Regions from separate parts of the Mus musculus genome. Here region 2 is linked to region 1. The links are chromatin contacts, called in public Hi-C maps. All regions are on one chromosome and are shown on one strand. Each heading gives the region's core, a stretch centred on a gene start, on an enhancer-like site or on the middle of the called end of the contact. The rest is flanking DNA. Distances are from core to core; before and after follow the strand shown. Region 1 overlaps Mapk8 (mitogen-activated protein kinase 8). Region 2 has its middle 11 kb from the start of Frmpd2.

Evidence for each region. A called contact is a pair of places that touch in the nucleus more often than the background predicts.
Region 2: a contact with region 1 is called in a Hi-C map of rod photoreceptor, with 2.5 times the contacts expected there. The contact joins two enhancer-like sites. A contact is called at or near these places in 1 of 484 Hi-C or Micro-C datasets (rod photoreceptor) and 3 of 9 other capture datasets (adipose tissue, liver and pancreatic islet).

The regions. Positions count from the first base shown.
Region 1 is chr14:33,397,529-33,402,510 of GRCm38.p6, reverse strand. The region is part of intron 5 of Mapk8 (mitogen-activated protein kinase 8); the gene reads left to right. Among named protein-coding and RNA genes, the nearest start is that of Mapk8, 47 kb to the left of the region's middle. Within about 2 kb of position 2,255, at least 26 of the 459 cell types and tissues checked have an H3K27ac peak or open chromatin away from gene starts, as enhancers often do. A contact at or near this core is called in rod photoreceptor, where this site is marked.
Region 2 is chr14:33,469,609-33,474,590 of GRCm38.p6, reverse strand. No RefSeq gene overlaps it. Among named protein-coding and RNA genes, the nearest start is that of Frmpd2, 11 kb to the left of the region's middle. Within about 2 kb of position 3,035, at least 18 of the 459 cell types and tissues checked have an H3K27ac peak or open chromatin away from gene starts, as enhancers often do. A contact at or near this core is called in rod photoreceptor, where this site is marked.

The DNA.
Region 1 (4,982 bases), core at 1,006-3,505:
AAGAGGGCATCATATCTACTGAAACAGGAGCTATAGACAATTGTGAGCTGCCATGTGGGTACTGGGAACCAAACCTCAGTCCTCTGCAAGAGCAGCAAGTGCTCTGAACTGTTGAGCCATCTCTGCAGCCCACCATGATCTTTCCTTTTCAATCATTGAAGTGAAATTCACAAAACAAATTACGACCTGAAGTATTGAGTAGCATTTAGTCCATGCATTAGTGTTGTACAATCACCATCTATGTCAAATTCTAAAACTTTCATCAGCCTTTCTCTAGTGAAGACTACATCCCTAAAATTGTCACTCTTCATTTTGTCTCTCTTCTCAGAGCCTGTTAATTCAGGACAATGGATTTACCTGTCCTAGATACCTCATATAAATGTAATAATATACTATATGGCCTTTGTGTCAGGCTCCTTTGACTTAGTGTAATGTTTTTGTGGTGTCTATGCTGTATCATATATTAGTATTTACTTTTATGAATGGATAATATTCCATATATCATATTCTACAGATAATTTTTGTTTTACTACCTTTCAGTTAAATACTATCTTGCTATGAAAATTCATGTACAAGTATTTATTTGCTCTTTGTTCTTTAGTCTTTCAGGGTAGGATTGCTGAATCATGTGGTATTCACGTTTTAAGGAACCATGAAACTGTTTTTCAAATTTTACATCCCCAGAATCCATATATAATTGTACAGTTTTCCTGCAGCATTGCCAGTATTTAGTACCTGACCGCTTTATTTTAGTCATCACAGTGGCTATGAAGTGGTATTTTATTGGGCTTTTGATACACATTTTCCTAGTGGCTAATAATGGTTATTTTAATAACTTTTCTATTGCCATGACAAAACATCATGACCAAGGCAAGTTATAGAAGAGTTTACTGGGGGCTTACAGTTTCAAAGGGAAGTCCATAACTGTCAGGGTGAGGAGCATGGCAACAGGCAGGCAGGCAGCAGTAGCCCAGAGCTTCCTCTACTAACAGCAACACAGAGAAAGCTACCTTGACTGATGGGAGCTTTTGCAACCTCAAAGCCACCTTCAATAACACACTCTTCCCAAACGGTTTTACCAACTGGGAGCACAGTATTCAAGCATATGAGCCCATGAGGGCCATTCTTTTTCATGCTACCAAAGGAGTCAAGAATCTCCTCATTTGTTGGCCATTTCTATGTTATTGAAAAACATGTATTTTTTAAGCCCTTGTTTCTAAGTTGTTTGCGTCTTTGTTAAATTTACAGATTTGTGTGTGTGTGTGTGTGTGTGTGTGTGTGTGTGTGTGTATTTTTTAAGCCCTTGTTTCTAAGTTGTTTGCGTCTTTGTTAAATTTACAGATTTGTGTGTGTGTGTGTGTGTGTGTGTGTGTGTGTATTCCAGTTCTATATATACAAAACCATTACCAGACATAATTTAAAATCTGTAGATTGTTTTCACTTTGCTAATGATGTGTTAATTAATATGTAAGTGGTTTTAATTTTTATGAAATATCAAATATTTGTTGTTTTATGTGGTCTTGTGTCTTGCACAAGAATCTACTGCCAAATTGAGGTCATAAAAATTCAACATTGCCTCTTTTTGTAAATTTTTGGTCCATTTTGAACTTATGTTTTGTATATGGTGTAGTGCAAGACTTATCTTCACTCTCCCATGTTTAGAAATCCAGTTGCCCAAGCTCTCAGGTTGTATTGGTGCCTTAGGGAATCCAGCTGACTGCCAGTTCTCTATAATTAGACTCTATGTCTGTCTCTATATTAGAATCACAGTTTTATGAAGTTTATTATTTTTAAGTGTATGTGTGATCATGTGGGTATGGGACCCATGGAGTCCAGAGGTGGTAGGATCCCCTGGAGCTGGATTTACAGGATTTAATGAGCTGTCATTTGGATGGTAGAGGCCAAACCCAGGTCATCTTCAAGGCTTAGCTGCTGAGCCATCTGTCCAGCTATACCAGTTACACATGTAACTCTGTACTGCTTTGAAATGGGATACTATGAATCCTGTGTCCTTTCTTAGTAGTTTTAAAAACAGCTTTAAGTGTATAGGAATTTGGAGATTAGCTTTTTCACATCTACAGGGGAAAAAAAAGCCAACGGACTTTGGACAATGAATCCATTAAATCTAAAGAATGAGTTGGTTGGTGGTTTTATCACTTGTCTTGAGGGCTTTGTAAGCATAAGATCTTCCCATTTCCTAAGCTGTGTTAGTCTGTAGTGCTATGAGTTGGGTAGCTGAAACAGCAGGAGTTATTTTCTCACAGCTCTCAGGATCCGAAACTTTGTGGTTTTGGTGAGGTCCATAAGCACTCTCTGTAGCTTCCTTCATGTGGTTTTTCCTTTGTCAGAGAGCAGCATGTGTTCTTTCTGACCTCCGCTTATGTGCTCATAAACACTGATTTTTTTTTTTTTTAAGATCATGTCATTTGCACCATAGTTTTACTTCTATTCAATTTGGCCACCTTCCCCCATCTCCCAGCTGCCCTAGCTAGAGCTTACGGTAAAATCTTAGAGAACAGTAGTGAAAATAGTCATTTGAGTCTTGCTTGTTGTAATAGGGAAAGCTTTTCATCGTTCACCAGTGTATTTTTCTGTTTCTCATTGTTGTAACAAAGACCTAACGCAAGGTACACGCATGCAGGCTCAAGGGTCCCAGAATTACCTGAGTTTAGACCATCTGGTTACAAATTGCCAATTCTACCATGGTCCTAACTGAATGGTAAGAGTCAGAACCAGCCAAAGAAAGAGGCTTTATGGAAGTCTGGCTCCAGCATAGAGTTTTTAGTTGTTTTGTTGGCTATAGAGTATGACAATACTGTGTCACTAGCAAGGGGCGCTCACCCAGACTCTTCTAGGTATTTTATTTGGTCACTATAACATACCACTTCCCTTAGTAGGCAAGAATCATTCCTGATTCATGCTAATACATTGAATCTCCATTTCCTCTAAAGGTTGAGATTGTTGCAAGCCAAAGCCCTTATCATAAATTATCTTGTTAGGTTATCATGGTCAAAACCTCCACATTAACGGGACAGTTCGTCAACAGGATATTCCAAGTGTTGCCATTACCTGTAATTTAGGGCAAAGACCAGACCTCTTTCTATAGAAGATGAATGAATTCTTCTCCATTTATCGTCTATTCCTTATTTACTTATTTTTGTCATTAAGGAGTATTAAACTTAGCCAGAGGTTTTATGCACCAATTTAAATTACTGTGTATGTTGCTTCCCTTAACTGTTGTACTGCATTGATAGATTTTTTTATATTTAGCGTCCTCTTTATTCCTGGGATAGATCCCATTTGGACATGGTATATATAATCTTTCCAGTATATTATTGGAACTGATATGCTAGTATTTCTGTTGGAGTTTTTTACCCTTGGATTCATTACTGATTTCATTTGTAGTTTGTTTGTAAAGATGGTTTTAATCATACTTTGGTATCAGGAGTTTCCTAATCTCAGTGAAAGTTAAGATGCGTTCCTTCCTCTCTTGTTTCTTAGCTGCTTTTGCTCATTTAGAAGATTTTAGGAAATAAAGTATGGCTGAAGAAATGTTCTTAAAGCAATAAAGTTGAGCTAGCAGTAGATATACTGAGAGGTCTGTTGGTGTGGTGACCTGTATCTTAGGCTGGACAATGTGCGAAACTAGGGTGGAGCTATACATGTAAGAAGCTTATTAGAGAGTTCCATTAAGATCAGTATCTATTACAAAGTAAAAGTGGACAAAGGGAGAAATTACATTGGCTACATTTATTTCAAAAGCCTCAGCTGGTGGCTCCCATTTAACCTCTGCACTGAAAACAGGTCCTTGCTGGAGGAGTTTCCTAAAGGTCACCAGCAGCCGTCCCTCTTGGGCAATGGAAGAGTAATTGTCTGAGCCAGGGTCTGAGCAGATATCACAGAGCCTATTGAAGCCACTCCTTGAGTCACTCTTCCCATTGTCTTAGGGTACTAATGTCTGGCTGTTCCTGTCGAATATTTTCTGACTTTTTCTGAAGCAATTACCAAAAATTTTGACATAACTAGCTGTCAGTTTTGCATTTAGTCCTCACAGCACCCCCATCCTCGGTTCACCTTAACTGTGCCATTCTGTGATTACTCACTTGGTTTAAGAAGCAATCTAAACTTTTATTCCTTCCAGGCACTACAGTTAGATGTCCCTGTAGGCACTTAGAAACCCTTGCTGAGAGAGACTTCCCTCTAACTAGTTCCCACTGAGTCAGCAGAAGAGATCTGTATGGTAATACCCTGGCTCACATGCTGGCCTGGAAGTGACACACATAACCTCTACTCAGTGCATCCACAGAGCTAGCCATAAAAACCTGCCTCCTTATAGAAGAGCAGGAAAATGTGAGGAAGGCAAACTCATGGGTGTTGGTGAGTACCGGGCTCCATAGCCTGTGGTTGTCTGACATACCTCCGTTCTCTGTCCCACACCTCCTTAATGTGGATACACCTTAGTGTCTGTGCCAGGTTCAGATGTTGATCTTCTGAGCCCAGAAGCATAGGAACTGGCTCTGTCTTCCCTCCTCTCAAGTTCCTTCTATAGAATAGTCAGGTGGTTCCAGGGTAGTCAAGACAGTCTCATTGGAAATTGAGAAATACTGATGTTGATTTATTAGTTGCATTTGACATTATGCTGGATGGACATTGTAAGTGTTCCTTCCTCTGGAGGTAGGAGTGTTCCCTCTTGAGGAGCTGGATCTGATTTCTGCACAGTGCAACTTCCCCGCTGTTGTCCACATTACCTGTCTGCTCCCTATGGAAGTCTTCCTTTCCTCTTATCTCCCTTAAATAGATCTTAAGTGAGTATTGAAGGCTGTGTACTGAAGGGGTGCTCAGCTTTCTTGGCCTGCTTCTTATCCCTGAAAGATAGGGACACAAGTGTGTTCTATTGTTGACATTTTGGACACTCTTTGTTGTTATCCTGTCTTTGTAAGTTACTTAGTAATTTTGACAACAGACTTGAGTTGTGTTATTTG
Region 2 (4,982 bases), core at 1,786-4,285, 71 kb before region 1:
AACACAGCCACTTTACCTCCTGGAGATACAAGAATAAAGAGATCTATAGCCAAAGCAAGAAAAGCTGGGCAGACACTTCATAACAAAGCTGGAAACGACCAGGAGCAAAATGAAAGCCATGTCTCCAGACAGTCTTCAGAGAAGACATCAGCAAAGGAAAGTCGTTAAATGCCTCTAGAGCAACCAAAGGCTGTGGCCATTCATGAGAAACTGGAAATTGCTAAGTAGAGTGGCCAGAAGAGCTTTGAGATCAGCACAGAACCGGACCGTCCCTGCTCCACTTCAGGAGCGCTATGTATTCTCTTTGCACAATAAATCATCTGTCACCGTGGTGGTCATATGCTAATTTCTCAACAAATGCCATCTACTCATGTTACTAACACTGGGCATGGGTGGGCACAGAAGGCATCACAGCTATAAACGTACAAAGCCATGGCTTGAGAACAGAAAGGGTTCTATAAGGGAAGGCTGAAAGTAGCCTTGGGACATACAGACTAAACGTCCTTATCCCTTCAACTCAGAGCAGCCACAGTGACCACAGTGATAGAAATGCAGACTCAGGGTGTCCCAGACCTCCTAGTCAGAACCTGCATCACCACCATCAAATTCATCTCATAGTAAACCAAAAGTTCAAAGTGTCGCATCTTGGAGTCCCTGTGGTGTGCTTGGAAGAACCAGTTACTACCAGCTGCAGCCAGTTGAAATGTAGTGGTAGGACTGCTGTACTGCATTCAAGGAGACCTACAACCAGGACTAGACAGTGGTCTATAGAACTCAGATAACTGCTCTCTTAGGTCAGAAGGCAGGAATGGGAAGGATTCATCAGACAAAGGACTTGGAACAGGAGATGAGTCAAACTTTCTATAACAAGAGGGCTTATAGGACATTAGGCATGAGAGCTTAGGATGGACCTGCAGAAAAAGGGACCAAGTGGCCAAAAGGATCAGAGTCCAGAGAGACCCGGGGGGTGGGCGAAGGGGGGGGGGGTGGTGTCCTGAGCTGTTTCACACATGCTCCCAGGCAGACAGTGAGCCTGGCCACACTGCATTAGCCTACTGAACCATTCTGTGGCTTCTGCAAGTACAGCTGATGGAGGGGACCAACAGAGCAAGGGATGTCCTGGGCACTCCAGGAAGGTCTGCATCACTTTGTTCATATGCCATCAGGGTATATAACACACCTGTTAGGGAGGTGCATTATCTTTACTTTTATGGGAGAACAAAGCCAGCAGTAGAAATCAAAGAAAGCAGAATAATTAGTGGAGAGAAATCCTGAGAGACTAAGTATTTCAGTTAATGAAAGTAATGGATGCTGAGTATGGCATGGCAGACTCAGAAGTCTAGCTGAGGGGAATTCAGAGAGAGGCTCTCAGCTCCCCCCACCCCACCCCTGCCAGGGACTTGCTGGTAGAAGGAAGTGAGTTTGTTCTCTTCCAGCCTGACTTGTTTTTTTCTTCTCTGTTTTTGTTGCTGCCATGTTACAAGGCTTTTCTTTGCTTTGTTTTGTTTCTTTGACACTGGTTCTCACTCTGCCATCCGTACTGCCATGAAACTCATAATTCTCCTGCGCAGGTTTCCTAACCAGGGGGACTTCAGGCCACAGTCCCTGGGTTACACTGAATTTCAGAGTCTTCTTTTTATCATGTGCTTTTCAAAGTATCTAGCTGCTTGGTGAGATACATCTCTGAAGCCAAAGCGAAAGGTTATTTTGCATCTCTACTTGCATGACCCTCCCTGTCTGTCCCAATTCATCACCTTCCCGTTACTGGGCTTTACCTTTGGAAAGTTCCCTAGGATCCTGAAGGAGGCTTCAACTAATAGACGTAATCATTACATCCCCAGAAAGATCGTGTGTGTGTGTGTGTGTGTGTGTGTGTGTGTGTGTGTGTGTGTGTAGTCATGCATATGTGTCTGTGTTCATTTAAATGCCAGAGGCCAGTGTCAGATGTCTATTACTTTCCATCTTTTTGCCTTACATAGAGTCTCTCACTGAACCTAGATATTGCTGATTCAGTCACACTGGCTAGGTAGCAAGCCTTAGGAATCCAACTGTTCATGCTGTAGCTGGGAGGGATTATAGGTATGAGCTATCACGCTTGGCTTCTTACATTGGTGGAGTGAATGCAAACTCAGGACTCATGCTTACATAGCAAGCACAGAGCTAAATGAGCCATCTATCTCCCCAGCCCAAAATACCAGGAGTTTTGGTAGCTGATTTTTAAAAGCATCCATTACCAAAAAAGGTATCGAAACTTCTGATTAACTAAGGTAGATTAGTGCTGCACACTGTCATTCAGATCTGCTGCTGTGTCCCCTGCCAACCCAAATTGACATCAATGAACATGATGTTGTAAGAGATATGTTGTTAAGCAGTAACCAAACCACTCATTTCTTGGAATTGCCACTACTTAATGGGAGAGCACACACAATGATGTGGCTGCTGTTTTCTCCACTTTACAGATGTGGAAGCAGAGTCTTGGGAAATTTAAAACATTGTTTGAATTTGCACAGAAGCCAAGCAACAAGCAGTGTTTCAAACAAGCAAGAGCCTGACTTCAGTTAGTCCTTCCTTTCTGCATAGAAAACAAATACTATGTCATCAGGCCCTAGCAGAGAGGCCTGGAGTGAATAATGCCCCAGAGTCACTCATGCAGGCTGGTCCTAGATGTATCCTATTAATTCCCCATTCCTCTGCCATAGATTCACTCTTTCCCTGATCCAGACTTTCAGGAGAAAAAGAGAGCCATGCCCAGCAGTACCTGTGTCCTTTGCCAATGGCCGCATCCAGACGTCTCTGCAAGCTGGTCTAGGCCTTCACTTTAGATGGACTTCTCAGCAATATACACAGGGATCAATGGCCCACAAGTCTCTCTCCTGAAGGAGCCGCCCCAGCCCTGCTGAGTCTGCCTCTGTTTACTGTTTGTCACTAAGCACTCAGTGACAGTCACTAAGCCCAGTGAGTATGTCAACAAGGCCCCTCCACTTCCCTGTCACTGTCTGCCTTGGGGCCCTACTGTCTCCTAGAGCTTGTTTTCAAGGCCAGTGGGCTAAGCTCAACCGGATTAGGTGCCACTGAAGGACTGAGGACTGTGGGAGCGGCTCAGGAAGGCTTTTCCAGTGATGTCACTTTAGCACCTGGTCCTCAACAAAAGAAAGATCCCTGCAAGGAAGGGGGGTCAGAGGGGGAAATCTCTAGAGCCATAGCTTGACTTCATCAATTCCCCAGTCCCCCCTGTCCACAAACAGTCAGACTTCAGACCTGCACCCAACATAAGCCAGGAACATACAAGATCCTACCCAGGCCCCAAGGACTCAGAGCTGCTGGTGGAGAGACAAGAGGAATTCCCCCAGCCTCTGGTGCCTGAATTCAGGAAAGACTGAGTTAGGACAAAGAGGAGCAAGAGACAGATCATAGCTCTCTAGAGGTGGCCGTGAAAGAACAGATCTTTTAAGCCCTTTCAGAATTAACAGTGTCAAACTAAGAAGTATTTTTTGAAAGAAAAAAATGCATGTTTTTTTTCCTCTAGCAAAAGAATTTAATACAATTTTGATGCAACTGATGGGACCAGTGAATGAGTATATTCTTATCTGCAGTAATAAGAAGATAGATCAAGGTCTCTCCCTTTAAGGAATGCCAAATGCACACCTCATTTGAAAACCCAACTACTCAGAAGTAACTTCATAGCTAAACTTGTAGAGGCCCATGCAAGCATCTGGAAAAGGATGCACACAGTTGGGCTGTTTTATTTAGATTTGTAATAACAGGTAAGATTATTGCGGTCTATTTTTGTAATGTACTAAAACCCTAAAAGCCGTTAAGTACCTGTCAATAGTGGGTCTGCAAGCAGGGTGTGGTTTACACACAGAAGAAAACTAGATGTACAGCTGTGCTGAGAACAGAACCAGATCTGGGTCTCTGGAACCTAGTAGCTGCCAGGAAAATGTTTTCCAAAGGTGTTAGATAGCCCGATAAGATTCATTGTATTGCATATAGAGAAACATAAAAACCAAGTATACAGAGCTGGAGATGGCTCAGTGGTTAAGAGCAGTGGCTGCTCTTCCAGAGGACCTAAAAAGGTCAGCTCAGGAACTTTAGAAAATTCCACTGGACCCCTCCCCTCCTGAAAGAGAAAGGTCATAAAGAACATAGGCTCCTCTCCCCTCCTGAAGGGAGGGCATAATTACATTCCTCAGACCACAGGGAGGAGGGACTGACCACCGGCCACCTGCGGGTAGGGAAGGCCCAGAACTTGTAGACATGTTCCGAGACTGTTGGCCACCTACCTCAATCCCTAAAGACCAATCAGTTTAAAAGTCACACTGTTCTGCCAACTACCTTGTGCCTAATGGTTGCTGCCTTGAAAACTGTATAATGGCTCACCAGACAGGGTGCACATGGTCGTTCTCTCTCTCTCTCTCTCTCTCTCTCTCTCTCTCTCTCTCTCTCTCTCTCCATGTGCAGGGAGACCCCAACATATCAGAACAATAAATTCCCCTTGCTTTTTGCATTGATTCCCGGCTCTGGGTTGTACACTCAGGGAGTCCTCAGTAAGCTAAGGCTCACCAGAGTCTTACAGACCCAGGTTCCATTTCTAGCATCCACATGGCAGCTCACAACCATACGCAACTCTAATTCCAGGAGATATAATGCCTTCTTCTGGCCTTTAAGGGTACTCCGTATACATGGTACACAGACATACACGCAGACAAAACACCCATACATGTAAACTTTTTAAAATTGGAAAAAGGTAAAAGTAAGCACATGTATGCATATTCTTTATTTAAATAAGTCACGAACATGTAAAAGTGGTTGCTTTGGGGAGACAAAAATATTACCTGTTTTTCCTCCTTGTGATTTCATATTATATTGTTTTAAAACAAGACCAAAAAAAAAAAAAAACCCCACAATGTTGTACAAAATTTTATCTTTTTACACCTAAAGTTACTTTTACTAGCACTCCCAATTAAGTCGAAAAGGCGTAT